Regions from separate parts of the Sus scrofa genome. Here region 2 is linked to region 1. A link is a contact called in public HiChIP or PLAC-seq data. All regions are on one chromosome and are shown on one strand. Each heading gives the region's core, a stretch centred on a gene start, on an enhancer-like site or on the middle of the called end of the contact. The rest is flanking DNA. Distances are from core to core; before and after follow the strand shown. Region 1 has its middle 130 kb from the start of SCARB1. Region 2 has its middle 130 kb from the start of NCOR2.

The links. HiChIP or PLAC-seq counts read pairs in DNA pulled down with a chosen protein or histone mark.
Region 2: a contact with region 1 is called in an H3K27ac HiChIP or PLAC-seq map of alveolar macrophages. The contact joins two enhancer-like sites. A contact is called at or near these places in 3 of 47 Hi-C or Micro-C datasets (alveolar macrophages, brain and fetal liver) and 2 of 2 datasets of contacts at active chromatin or transcription factors (alveolar macrophages and skeletal muscle).

What each region holds. Positions count from the first base shown.
Region 1 is chr14:28,425,434-28,431,561 of Sscrofa11.1, forward strand. No RefSeq gene overlaps it. Among named protein-coding and RNA genes, the nearest start is that of SCARB1, 130 kb to the left of the region's middle. Within about 2 kb of position 2,593, at least 5 of the 83 cell types and tissues checked have an H3K27ac peak or open chromatin away from gene starts, as enhancers often do. A contact at or near this core is called in alveolar macrophages, where this site is marked.
Region 2 is chr14:28,512,192-28,518,950 of Sscrofa11.1, forward strand. No RefSeq gene overlaps it. Among named protein-coding and RNA genes, the nearest start is that of NCOR2, 130 kb to the right of the region's middle. Within about 2 kb of position 4,965, at least 14 of the 83 cell types and tissues checked have an H3K27ac peak or open chromatin away from gene starts, as enhancers often do. A contact at or near this core is called in alveolar macrophages, where this site is marked.

The sequences.
Region 1 (6,128 bases), core at 1,343-3,842:
AGTCACTGTCCCTTGGTCACACAGCAAGCCCGTGGTAAAAGTGGGATTTGGAGGGAGGACTGCCATGAGCCGACAGCCCCAGGCATCACTGCTGCACAATCTTGCTCTGCTCGGTGTGTGAGCTCCTTTTGGACTTTAGCCACAAGGCAGGAGGGAGGCTTCAGGGTGGTGGAGGAGAGGACTGTGGTGTGTGATGTAGATTTGCCAGCCGTTCTAGAAAGTTCAGCAGGCCCCACCCTGAGAAGCCTCTGAGGCTCTTCCATATGGATGTCTCAGAAGCAATGGGCTGTTTTCTAAACAAGTTGTCACCCGCTGTCATCTCCATATCCAGGCTGGGCTGGAAGTGGCTGGTGAATTATTCAAAGCTGCTTCTGGCAAGCACCCCCCCCACCCTGGCCCTTGCTGCTCACAGCGTATCTGCTTGGGGAAGCCTGTCACTCAGGCTGGAGGGGGAGTTAGCTGTGGGATGTGTGAACTGAGAGCTATAGTCTGGTCTGTTCGTCCTGGGCCAAGCCAGTTAATTCAGCTCTCTGAGCCTCAGTGTCCTCATCTCTAAAATGGGTGAGAACGAGTTCCCATTGTGGCTCAGTGGTAACAAACCTGACTAGTATCCATGAGGACATGGGTTCGATCCCTGGCCTTGCTCAGTGGGTTAAGGATCTGGAGTTGCTGTGAGCTGCGCTGTAGTTTGCAGACACGGCTCGGATCTGGTGTTGCTGTAGCTGTGGCGCAGGCCAGCAGCTACACCTCAGATTGGACCCCTAGCCTGGGAATTTCCACATGCTGTGGATTCAGCCCTAAAAAAGTAAATAAATAAAGTGGGTGAGAAAAAAGGTAGATAATTAGCCCAGGGCCTGGAGTGAGTGGAAAGTGCTTAATATGACAGCTGGTAAAGCTGATTCCTCTTCCTTGTGATTTAGTCATTTTTCTCTTAGGTATGTGCCAAAGTGAAACTCTTGCCTGTGTGCCCTGAACTATGGGTACAAGAATGTGCTTGGCAGCCCTATTCACTGGGCTCCAGCAAAATGTGGAACCAACCCAAATACTCTTTGCCAGGAAGATGGATAACTATGGTGTGGAATATTACACAGTAGAGAAAATGAATAGGCAGCAGCTCTAGGCTCACATGGGCTGAGTCTCAGTAAAAGATAGTGTCAGTAAATGGCAGAATTTCTTAACTGACACTTTTTTAATTTTAATTTTTTCTCATTTTAATTTCAAATTTTTTTTGGCTGCCCCAAGGCATATGGAGTTCCCAGGCCAGGGATTGAATCTGAGCTGCAGCTATGACTTACACTGCAGCTGTGGCAATGCCAGATCCTTAACCCCCTGCACTGCGGCAGGAACTCCTCATTTTAATTTTTTTAATCTCAGTTTTGCTGAGAATTCACATACGATGTAATTCACCTTCTTAAATCATGCAATTCAATGGATCTTAGTCTATTCACAGAGCTGTGTCCTTATCACCCTGATCAATTTTAGAACATTTGCATCGTCCCTGAAGGGCAATCCCCTACCCATCAGCGGTCACCCCATTACTTCCTCCCCTGCCTCTGGCAACCACCAATCTACTTATTGTCTCCATGGATTTGCCCTTTCTGGGCATTTCACATCCATGGCATCACACAACGTGGGACCTTTCATGTCTGGGTTCTCTTGTTCACCATTAGATTTTCAAGGTTCATCCACACTGTAGCCTGTTGCATCATGTCATTCCTCTTTATGGCTGAATCCTATTCCATCATTGAAAGGACCACATACTGTTTATTCATCCATCAATGGACATTTGGGTTGTTTCCCATTTGGTTTTTTTGGCCTTACCCGAAGCATGTGGAAGTTCCCTGGCCAGGCATTGAATCCAGACGGCAGCTGTGACCTGTGCCATGGCTGCAGCAACACTGGATCCTTAACCCACTGCACCACAGCAGGAGCTTCCTGTTTCTTTCTTTCTTTTTTCGTAACTAAAGTATATACACATGTTTGCATGTGTGGATGTTTGCGTTGTGTGGATGTTTGCGTGAACAAATGTTTCCATTTCTCCTGGGACTGTTGATGTTGAGAACACGGGTCACTCTGTTGCAGGGAGCTTCCTGGGCACGCAAGATGGTGAGCAGCGTCCCTGGAGCCTACCCACTAGATGCCAGTCACGTACCACACCCAACCAGTCATGACAAGCTGAAATGTCTCCAGACATCCGCCGGAGGCAAATTCACGCTTAGGAAATCACTGGGGTTGAATGAAAACACCTAGCCCAGAAGACTACGCATAACATGACACCCTTGTTATGATGCTCGCAAACAACTCGAACTCCATACTATAATCTTCAGTGCCCCGCTTCTTAAGGTATGGTCCCCAGTAACAGTGGCGGCACTGTCCCCACGAAAGGTGTTAGAAATGCCAATTCTTGGACCTTGCTCCGGACCTGCAGAATCAGACACTCTGGGGCTGGGGCCTGGAATCTATCTTCACAGCTGTCCTGGTGATTCTGAGCCCACTGAAGCCTGAGAAGCACAAGTGTGGACACACACATAAACAGATGCCCCCAGTAATCTTCATGCAAAGAAGCAAGGGAATGGGAATTCAGGACCTGGTGTTGTCACTGCTGGGGCATGGAGTCAATCCCTAGCCCAGGAACGTTTGTATACTGGGGGGTGGGGGGAGGGGTGGGCAGCCAAAACCGAAACAAAACAAAACAAAAAAAAGAAGAAGCAAGGAAATGACAAACGTAAATTCTGGGTGCTGTGCCTGGCCTGAAGTGAGGACAAAATAGTTGCTCATGAGATCAAGGAAAGGTGCTTACATGGCTGGGGAGAGGGGACCCATGGGGAACTGCATGAGGCACAGTCTTGTCCCTGCCCTGGGAACAGTGTCACATGAGTGTCCATTGTATTACAGAACAATAAGTTCAAAGGTACAGAAAGTGGTGAAGAGCTAGACAAAACTATAAAATAAAAAACATGCCAGGTGGGAGTTCCTGCTGTGGCGCAGTGGATCAATAGTTATGGCTCGGATTAGATCCCTAGACGGTGAAAAAGAAAACAAAAACAAAAAAACCCGGCCAGGTACCCACCAACAAAGGGAGTGAGTCAGGAGACGATGGTTAACCCAATTTTGTGCATCTGCGGTCATTCAGAACCAAGGCTGGCTATTATTGCCATGTTCAAGTTGATTCATCCAAAAGGGAAGGGGGGATCTTGACACGCCCACCAAGAGCTGACCTTTGCTGTCTATTAGTCACTTTCCTTTTTCAGACACCTCTTCTTGGCCTTAGAAATTAGGAGTAGTTGCTGTGTTCCCTGGGCGGCTCAGTGGGTTAAGATCTGGCATTGTCACTGTTGGCGCCAGGATTCGATCCCTGGCCTGGGAACTTCTGCATGCCACAGTCAAGGACAAATAAAAAAAATTAGGAGCAGTTGCTTTGATGATTTTTTTGTTTGTTTTTTTTGGTCTTTTTGTCTTTTCTATGGCCGCACCATGGCATATGGAGGTTCCCAGGCTAGGGGTCCAATCAGAGCTGTAGCCGCTGGCCTACGCCACAGCCACAGCAACACCGGATCCTTAACCCACTGAGCGAGGCCATGGATTGAACCTGCAACCTCATGGTTCCTAGTTGGATTCGTTTCCACTGTGCCACAACGGGAACTCCTGCTTTGATCTTTTGAGCAACATCTCTATGTGCCAGATCTATGTTAGCTAAGCACCCCCAGTCATACTGGTGCATGGTGTCCCATTTTACAGTTGGAGAAACTGAGTCTCAAAGCTTAAGTGATTTGCTTGAGGTATTCAGAGACATGGGAATAGAGCCAGACCTCAGTGAAGGTCTGTCTATGGCTGGACCTCCAGGGGCAGGAGCAGAGTCACTCTGAACATCAAGGCCAAGGCCCTGCTGGGATTTCCTCCAACGAAAGCTGAATTCAAGATGTCTTTGTTTCTACATCAACAGCCCTAACCCTGTCCATTAAAGGCCTGGCTGACTTGAGCTGTTGTTTTTCTTGACGTTCCCAAAAGATGAGGTCACCAAGCCCAGGGAGGTGAAGACATTGCCGAAGATCCCCAGCAGAGGCAGGATTCAAACCTGGCTCACCTCCTCCGGGAAGCCCTCCATGCCTGCTGCGTTTCTTCAACTCCTGTAGAACTTGAGGGCCAGAGATGTGTCCCCAGAGCCTGGCTGTCTTCTAGCCCAACTCAGGTGGTTGTCAGCCCTCCGTGGGCAGAGCCCAAACCTTCCAGTTCTTCTTTTTTTTTTAATTTACCCAAATTTTCTTCTTTCCTGATTCTTCTCTATTTAGAGAACTTCCTTTTGGCTTCATTTATTTTTGGCCATGCTCTCCACATGTGGAAGTTCCTGGGCCAGGGATCAAACCCAAGCCACTGCAGTGACAATACCACTGTGGCAATAGCAACACCAGATCCTTAACCCACAGAGGGTTCGAGGCCAGGGATCGAACTGGCATCCTCATGGATACTAGTTGAGTTCTTAACCCACTGAGCCACGATGGGAACTCCCCCAAACCTTCCAGTTCTTTTTATGTCCCTCCTGGTACCGCCTTGCTTTCTTCCCATCAGCACAAGATGGGCACACACTGGACCTTCAGTAGGGCCTCTGCTTTTTTTTTTTTTTTTTTTTTGGCTGCATCTGCAACACACAAAGTTCTTGGGGTGGGGAGTGAACCCAAGACACAGCAGGGACAATGCTGGATCCTTTAAAAGCTAGGCCACCAAGGAACACCCACCCAGTAGGTCCTCTGGATGCAAGTGGGTAGAGCAAGCAGGCGATCCTGGGCTTACACAGACGACCCTCTCTGACCATCTCAGAGTGGTCTGGGGCAAAGACAGTCACCTCTGCAAAAAACATTAAAATATGCAAGCTCCAGCTCTCTTCCAATAAACCCAATGACCTGTAGCAGTTACCAAACATTGCAGGCCTAACACTCTGCCTGGATGAAAACATTCAAGACCGCCTACAGCCTTTCCTAATCTTAGCATCATCCCTATTTTACAAACGAGAAACCCTTGCCCAGAGAGGTTAGGTGACTGGCCCAAGGTCACATGGCCACAAAGAAAGGGAGCCAGGATGTGAACCTCTCCTTTGGGTGGAGAGATTCCAACGGAAGGGCAATATCTTAGGCTCCCTGTAGATGAGGATATGAACCAGGAGACCTGTTAGGCTGTTTTTACGGTTTTGTCTTTTTTGGGGGCCACATGCATGGCATTTGAAAGATCCCTGGGCCAGGGATTGAACCTGAGTCACAGCAGCGACCTGAGCAGCTGCAGTAACAATGCTGAATCCTTCACCTGCTGAGTCACCAGGGAACTCCTTTAGGTTTTTGTCATGATTCTCCCAGGTTAGCCAGCCTGAGCAGCAGCTCTAATCCCCGCAGCCCGGGGCGGCCGAGGACTGTTATAGCGACTGTGGCTCAGTGGGGAGGGGGTGGGAAGCAGAGCAAGGAGTGGCATCTTGGCAGCTGTGACAAATAGAAAACAGATTGTGTTTCCCTTTGCTTCCACCCGCAGCTGGGGGAGGGGATGTGCCGGAACCCAATTACCCGCTGACAATGGATGCTCTATTGCGGGATGAGGCAAGGTCAGGGGCAGTGGGGCGGGGTGCCTGCCCTGCCTGGGGCACAGTGTCCCTGGCACAGCCGGTTGTCCCTGGCACAGCTGACCTGACTTCCTCCTGCCAGCCCCTGCACCCCCTCTCCTGGCTCACAAAGACCCAGCACCCCTTTCTGAAACGGAGGTTTGCTCTCCAAGTCACCTTGACATTCTCCCTGTCTGGGACAAGAAGTATAGATTCTGCTTCGAGCACTCCAGACTCGAGAAAAGGCTTCTGCTATTCATTCATTCATTCACCCATCCCCTCCTCCTCCATCCCCCATCTCCATCTATCTTGTTAATGATCTGGAAATGTTTGAACAGCAAGGCAGCTTGACTTCTATCAAGATTCATTCATTTATTCGACACCTCTTTGTGGAACACCTACCATGTATCAGGCGCTAGACATACTTTCATTCATTTGCCAAGAGTGTGTGGAGCATCCACCGGGATACACGTTTTTAAAAAAAATTTTTTTTTTTGTCTTTAGGGCTGTACCTGTGGCATATGGAAGTTCCCAGGCTAGAGATAGA
Region 2 (6,759 bases), core at 3,715-6,214, 89 kb after region 1:
CAGGATGAATCAAGAGCATGTCCCCTGGGGAGTAGGGGGAGGGAGGGGGATGGAGTAGGGGTTTGGGGTTAGGAGATGCGAACTATTGCATTTAGAATGGATAAGCCATGAGGTCCTGCAGTACAGAACAGGGAACTACATCCAGCCTCTTGGGATGGAACATGATGGAAGATGACATGAGAAAAAGAATGTATATATATGTATGACTGGGTCACTGCTGTACAGCAGAAGTTGGCACAACACTGTAAGTCAGTGATAGTTTAACTTTTTTTAAAAAAAGGGAAAAATGTATATCACCCTAAAAAAAAGAGCATGTGCCCCAGCCTGATGCACAGATATATATATATGTGACTCATATCATCCCCCATCATGGTCTATCCCAAGACACTGCACAGTTCCCTGTGCTGTACAGCAGGACCTCACTGCTTATCCATTCTAAATGTAATGATTTGCATCTACTAACCCCCCTCCCCCTTGGCAACCACAAGTCTGTTCTCCATGTCTGTGAGTCTGTGTCTGTTCTGTAGATAGGTTCATCTGTGCCATATTTTAGATTCCACATATAAGTGATATCATATGGTGTTTGTCTTTCTCTTTCTGACTTACTTATCTTAGTATGAGAATCTCTAGTTGCATCCATGTTGCTGCACATGGCATTATTTCGTTCTGAAAAGGAGGATTTGAACAAAACCCCAAAGTGTCCCCCTCCGTGGAGGACAACTCGGGTGGCTGTCAGAATGGATCTAAGGTCTTGAGTCAGTGCTACAGGGTGGAACAGGCTTGGGAGCACATGGGAGCAGGCCCAGCCGGCGCGGGCCTGCCACCATGACCTCATTTGCTCATCCCAGGATGCTAATACGATGATTTCACCAGCAGATGGAGGAGGTGGCCAAAGCCAAGAGGAAGGGAGCATTTCACGCCTTGTTTATACTCCAGAGCAGTTGACAGATTGATCCTGGTGACCCAGAGTCACTAGGCTAAGAGACACCTTAGCCTCCTGGTTGAGATCCATCCTCAGGGAAGCAGACAGCTTGGAACCCCGCCTTGGAACCCCTGGGGCCTGAAAGCTGAAAAATGACAGCTGACACCCTGGAATTCCCTGAAATGCTGGCCTTCTTCCCCAGACCTCACCACAACTTTCTGAGGGGGAAATCAAGGCAGGTTTTCTGGAGTCAGATCTGTTTCCTTTTTTTTTTTTTGTCTTTTTCTTTTTCTGGCTGCACCTGTGACATATGGAAATTCCTGGGCCAGGGGTTGACAAATCAGAGCTGCAGCTGCCGGCCTACGCCACAGCCGCGGCATTTGCATTCCAGGCAGCTGAAGAAGCAAAGAGATCATCCTTCAGCCGAGCCATCCTCCATCAAGGAGACTTCGGGGGAGTTCCACGAAACACTCCGGCCTTCACCTCCCTGGCCAACGAGAACCACATGGCCAAACCTGGCAAGGGAGCCTAGGAAATATTGTCCTGCTAAAAATCAAGGTGTTGCTCCCCAAGCAAGGCAGCAGGCCCTTCCACCAGGGTGGTCCCCTCCCCCTCCACATCATTGCCTCCACCCTAACAAGTGTTACTTTGTTATCAGAAAAATATTGAATGGAGGTAAACAAGACAGAATAAAATGCTGGTGTTTCCAACATTCAGTTTAGGAGAAGCATTAATCTCCTGTGATCTCCTCTGTAGTCCACTGGGGACAAATGCCCTGACCCCTCACCCCACCCACCCAGCCCCCTCCCCACAACCAGCTGACTCTCTGGGTGGGGACTAGGCCGACTTCTGCCCCTACAGGGATTACACAAAGTGTGTTTGCCCTTTCAAAGTCTGACCCATGTGTTGGTTTGGCCCCATTAGTGATACCCCTTCCCTGTCAACAGACCTTGGAGGTTGTCCAGATATCAGCTTGGTCCCACCCCTGCCCCACAGTGGACATTGGTTACTTAAGCCAATCCTGGGAGTTCAGAGGCCTCCCTTGTTTACAACGGGACAAGGAGGGGTTACATGGAAAATTCTGGTGATAGAGGAAGTGTCGGTAGCTTTAGGGAAGCTTTCCTTGTCTTTACATAGGGCTGTGAGGAAAGGATATTCACTCTGCTGCCCTTCGGGCCTTGTGACTGGATGCCTGGCTCACCAGCAGCCATCTTGCGCCATGAGGGGATGAGCCTAAAGATGGCAGAGCCCAAAAATGGAAAAAGTCCAGATCCTTGTTGATCCTAAGTGGGCTGCTGAATCAACCAGCCCTGCCACAGTCTCTAGTCTCTGTTTTCCACTGCAGTGACATAATACAGTCCCTTCTAGGAGAAGCCATTTCGAATCAAGGCTTCTGTTATCTGGGGCGTCTTGATTCACTTGGAAAAGTCCTAGAACAAAGCAACCTGTTTCCCTTTGCTTAACCCAGTGTTTCTTCGGCCTCTCTCAGCAGAAACACTTTAAAAGGACATTTACATAATACCTTTGGGAGTTCCCTGGTGGCCAGGCATTTAAAGGATATGGCATTGTCACTGCTGTGATGTGGGTGTGATCCCTGGCCTGGGAAATTTTGTATGCCATGAGCATAGCCAAAATCAATCAAACCAACAAAGAATAACATCTTTTAATTTTCCTCTTTAGGCAATTACCAAATGTAGCAAAAGCTGAGAGAACGGGCAGTGGCGGGTTCAAATATGTTTCCCTTACTGACCAAGGGTGTGACTTTGGACAAGCCCCTCCCCCCAAAAAAATTCCTGGGCAGGAACTGACAATGATCTTCTCAATATCCACCCTCCCCTTCTTTTAGCCACAACACCTTGATTTTGTTGATTTTGTTGTTGTTGTTGTTGTCTTTTTAGGGCCGCACCCACGGCATATGGAGGTTCCCAGACTAGGGGTCTAATCGGAGCTGTTCCGCCACAGCCACAATAACGTGGGATCCAAGCCGCGTCTGCAACCTACACCACAGCTCATGGCAGCGCCGGATCCTTAATCCACTGAGCGAGGCCAGGGGTCAAACCCGCAACCTCATGGTTCCTAGACGGGTTCATTTCTGCTGCACCAAGATGGGAACTCCGGATTTTCTTTTCTTATTAACCAGAGCAATAATTTCCTTTCCTTCCTTTTCTTCTTCTTCTTCTTCTTTTTTGTAAATTGAGTCACTATAAAGAGTTGAATTTGGAGTTCCTGTCATGGCGCAGTGGTTAATGAATCCAACTAGGAACCATGAGATTGCGGGTTCAATCCCTGCCCTTGCTCAGTGGGTTAACGATCCGGCGTTGCCGTGAGCTGTGGTGTAGGTCGCAGACGCAGCTCGGATCCTGCGTTGCTGTGGCTCTGGCATAGGCTGGCAGCTATAGCTCTGATTCGACCCCTAGCCTGGGAACCTCCATATGCCGCGAGAGCGGCCCACGAAATAGCAAAAAGACAATAAATAAATAAAGAGTTGAATTTTGTCCCTTCTCACAAAAATATATGTTGAAATACTAACCCCTGTATTTCAGAATGTGTCCGTATTTGGAAATAGTGTTTTGACAGGGGTCATCAAGTTAAGATGAGGTCATTAGATTGGGCCCTAACCCCGTATGACTGGAGTCTCTATAAAAAAGGGTAAATTTAGAAACGGACATGCACAGAGGGAAGATGACTCAAAGGGACCATGCCGTATGACTAGGATGCCAAGGAACACCTAGGGTTGCCGGCAAAACCAGAAGCTAGAAGAGGAAGGAAGTGTTCTTCCCCAGAACCATCAGAGTATGGCCTTGTTGACCCCTTGATTTCAGACTTCTGGCCTCCAGAATTGTAAGACAATGAATTCCTCTTGTTTTAAGATGCCCAGTTTTTGGCATGTTGTTACAGCAATCGAGGAACCTAATATAGTAACTTGAGTTGGTCTCTGTCACTTGCAAGCAAGAATTCTGAGCAGTGCATGGTTACAGCCTCATATAAGCAGTTATTTACAAAAATGGTAAGTTTCCCATTGGAAATACCAGACTCCAACAATTTAGTGGTACCCAGAGTGCTTACACGGACTTTATCTTCCTCCATTATTCCCCCCAGTCCATATCCCTAGTGCAGCCTGACCTTGGCAAGCTGCACCCCACTCCCTCAGGATGTATGATTATTTGGTCCCCATGCTTAGGTCAAATAAGCTTTGTTTTATCCTACTTCTTTTTTCTTTCTTCCTTTTCTTTTTCTTTTTCTTTTTTTTTTTTATGGCTGCACCTGCAGCATACAGAATTTCCCAGCCTAGTGGTCAAATCAGAGCTGCAGCTGCCAGCCTACACCACAGCCACAACAGCCTCAGATCTGAGCTGCATCTTTGACCTATGTTGCAGCTTGCAGCAACACTGGACCCTTAACCTGCTGAGCAAGGCCAGGGATCGAACCCTCATCCTCATGGACCCTATGTCGGGTTCTTAACCCACTGAGCCATAATGGCCACCACAAGCTTTTTATCATCCCTGTAATAGAGCTTATTCCATGACAATGTCCCAAGTGCCATGAATACCAATGATATGAAATGAGATGATTTTAAGTAGAACACCACAGTATTTTTTTTGGCTTTAATAATTAGTATTTATTTCAATGTGTGTTCACACGTTGTAACTGTGCAGCAAACCTGCAGTGTCACAAATATCATTGTTCACTGTATCTGTCTGAGTCCCAGTTCTCAAATGGAGTAACTGGGAGAGTTAGTGAAGGGACAGCCTACAAAGGTGGAGGTGAGGTCTGTGGAGGGAACCCAAGAAGAAATTGTGCAGTGCCCAGGGCTCCTGAAAACAAGAAGCTGTTATTACCCATAGGCTGCATGGACAGGAAGTAGCTACTGGAACCCAGAGAGAGCTGGAGCTGGAGGACAGGGGCCATCTGACAGAAGGGTCCTTCAGCAGAAGAACACAGCCCCTGTTCCAGTTACGGTCAGGCAGGAAAGGCAGTACCGGGGAAGTACCTCACCCTTTTTCTTCTCCCACCCTTCTATCTTTCCTTGGTGCTTCCCATTGGCTGATTCTGGAAGGAAGCCAGAGTGCAAGGGATCCTGGGAAATGTAGTCCACAGGGTCAGCCTCCTGATAAACAGAGCAGGGAGGGTCTGGAGGGGCAACCGAAAGTTAACCAGCTTGGTACAACCACTATGGAAAACAGATGAAAGTACCTCAGAAAACTAAACATAGAACCAGCAATCCCACTCTTGGGCATATATCCAGACAAAACTTTCATTGAAAAAGATACATGCACCTGTATCTTCATTGCAGCACTCACTGTTTACAATATGCACAGGGAACTATATCTGGTCACTTGTGATGGAACATGATGGAGGATAATGTGAGAAAAAGAATATATAGGAGTTCCCGTCATGGAGCAGCGAAAATGAATCCAACCATGAGGTTGCAGGTTCAGTCCCTGGCCTCGATCAGTGGGTTCAGAATCTGGTGTTGCCGTGAGGTCTGGTGTAGGTCGCAGATGCTGCTCAGATCTGGCGTTGCTGTGGTTGTGGCAGCTGTAGCTCCAATTAGACCCCTAGCCTGGGAATCTCCACATGCCATGGGTACAATCCTAAAAAGCAAAAAAAAAAAAAAAAGAATATATATGTATATGTATGACTGGGTCACTTTGCTGTACAGTAGAAATTAGCAGAACACTATAAATCAACTATAATTGAAAAAATAAAAATAAAAAAAAGAAAGTTAACCAGCGTAGCTAATGTGAGGCTGCATAAACGACAAATGTAAATGTAAGGAAACAGTTGAATTTTAAGTAGGTCCATTCAGGCACTGATCATTCTGCACGTGACCCGAAAACAAGGACACTTTATTTCCTTTCTCCCACTGTACACTGACCTCTGCTTATATGCCATTTTGTCCCCAGATCCCAGCTTTGGGGTCACATCTCACATTGCACCAGCCACCTCTGACTTGGGGGATCTGGGGGACTTGGAAGCACCTCCAGAGGAGAGTTTGGCCGTGGGAAGGCTCAATATTTTCCAGAACTCTTTCTCAGAGCTAGCCAGCTCCCCTCTCTGCTCCCAGGGGAGCCCAGAACTCTGATGGTTTCCCTATGAACATTGCCAGCGTGGTTTTTAACAGGCAGTTGCTGTGCAAGTGCCCATCAGGCCGAAAAGAATGAAGCAAATCAGCATGTGCTGGCACAGGAGAGAGACAGAAATGTGGTGGGCGGAAAGGGCCCTTGCAAGGCTGTTGGTAATGCACACAGTGGGCAGAATAGCGCCCCCTGAAGATGCCCAGGCAAAAGGAGCCTGGCAGATGTGACTAAGGACATTGAGATGGAGAGACCATCCCGGGCGAACCGCACAGACCCTAAATGTAACCACAAGTGTCCTTTTGAGAGGGAGACAGAGAGTTTGCAGCAACCTGGATGGGCCTAGAGATTATCATACTAAGTAAGAAAGTGAAAGACAAATACCATATGATATCACTTATATGTGGAATCAAGAATATGGCACAAATGAACTTATCTATGAAACAGAAACAGATTCACAGATAGAGAATAAACTTGTGGTTGCCAAGAGGGAGGGGGTGGGGGAGGGATGAGTGGCGAGTTTGGAGTTAGCAGATGCAAACTAGTATATATAGAATGGATAAACCACAAGGACCTACTTATAGCACAGGGAACTCTATTCAATATCCAGTGATAAACCGTAACAGAAAAGAATGTATATATATGTATAACTGAGTCACTTCGCTGTACAGCAGGAATTAACACAACATTGCAAATCAACTATATTTCAGTAAAATAAATTTGGTGTTCCCTGGTGACCTAGCCCATTAGAGATCAGGC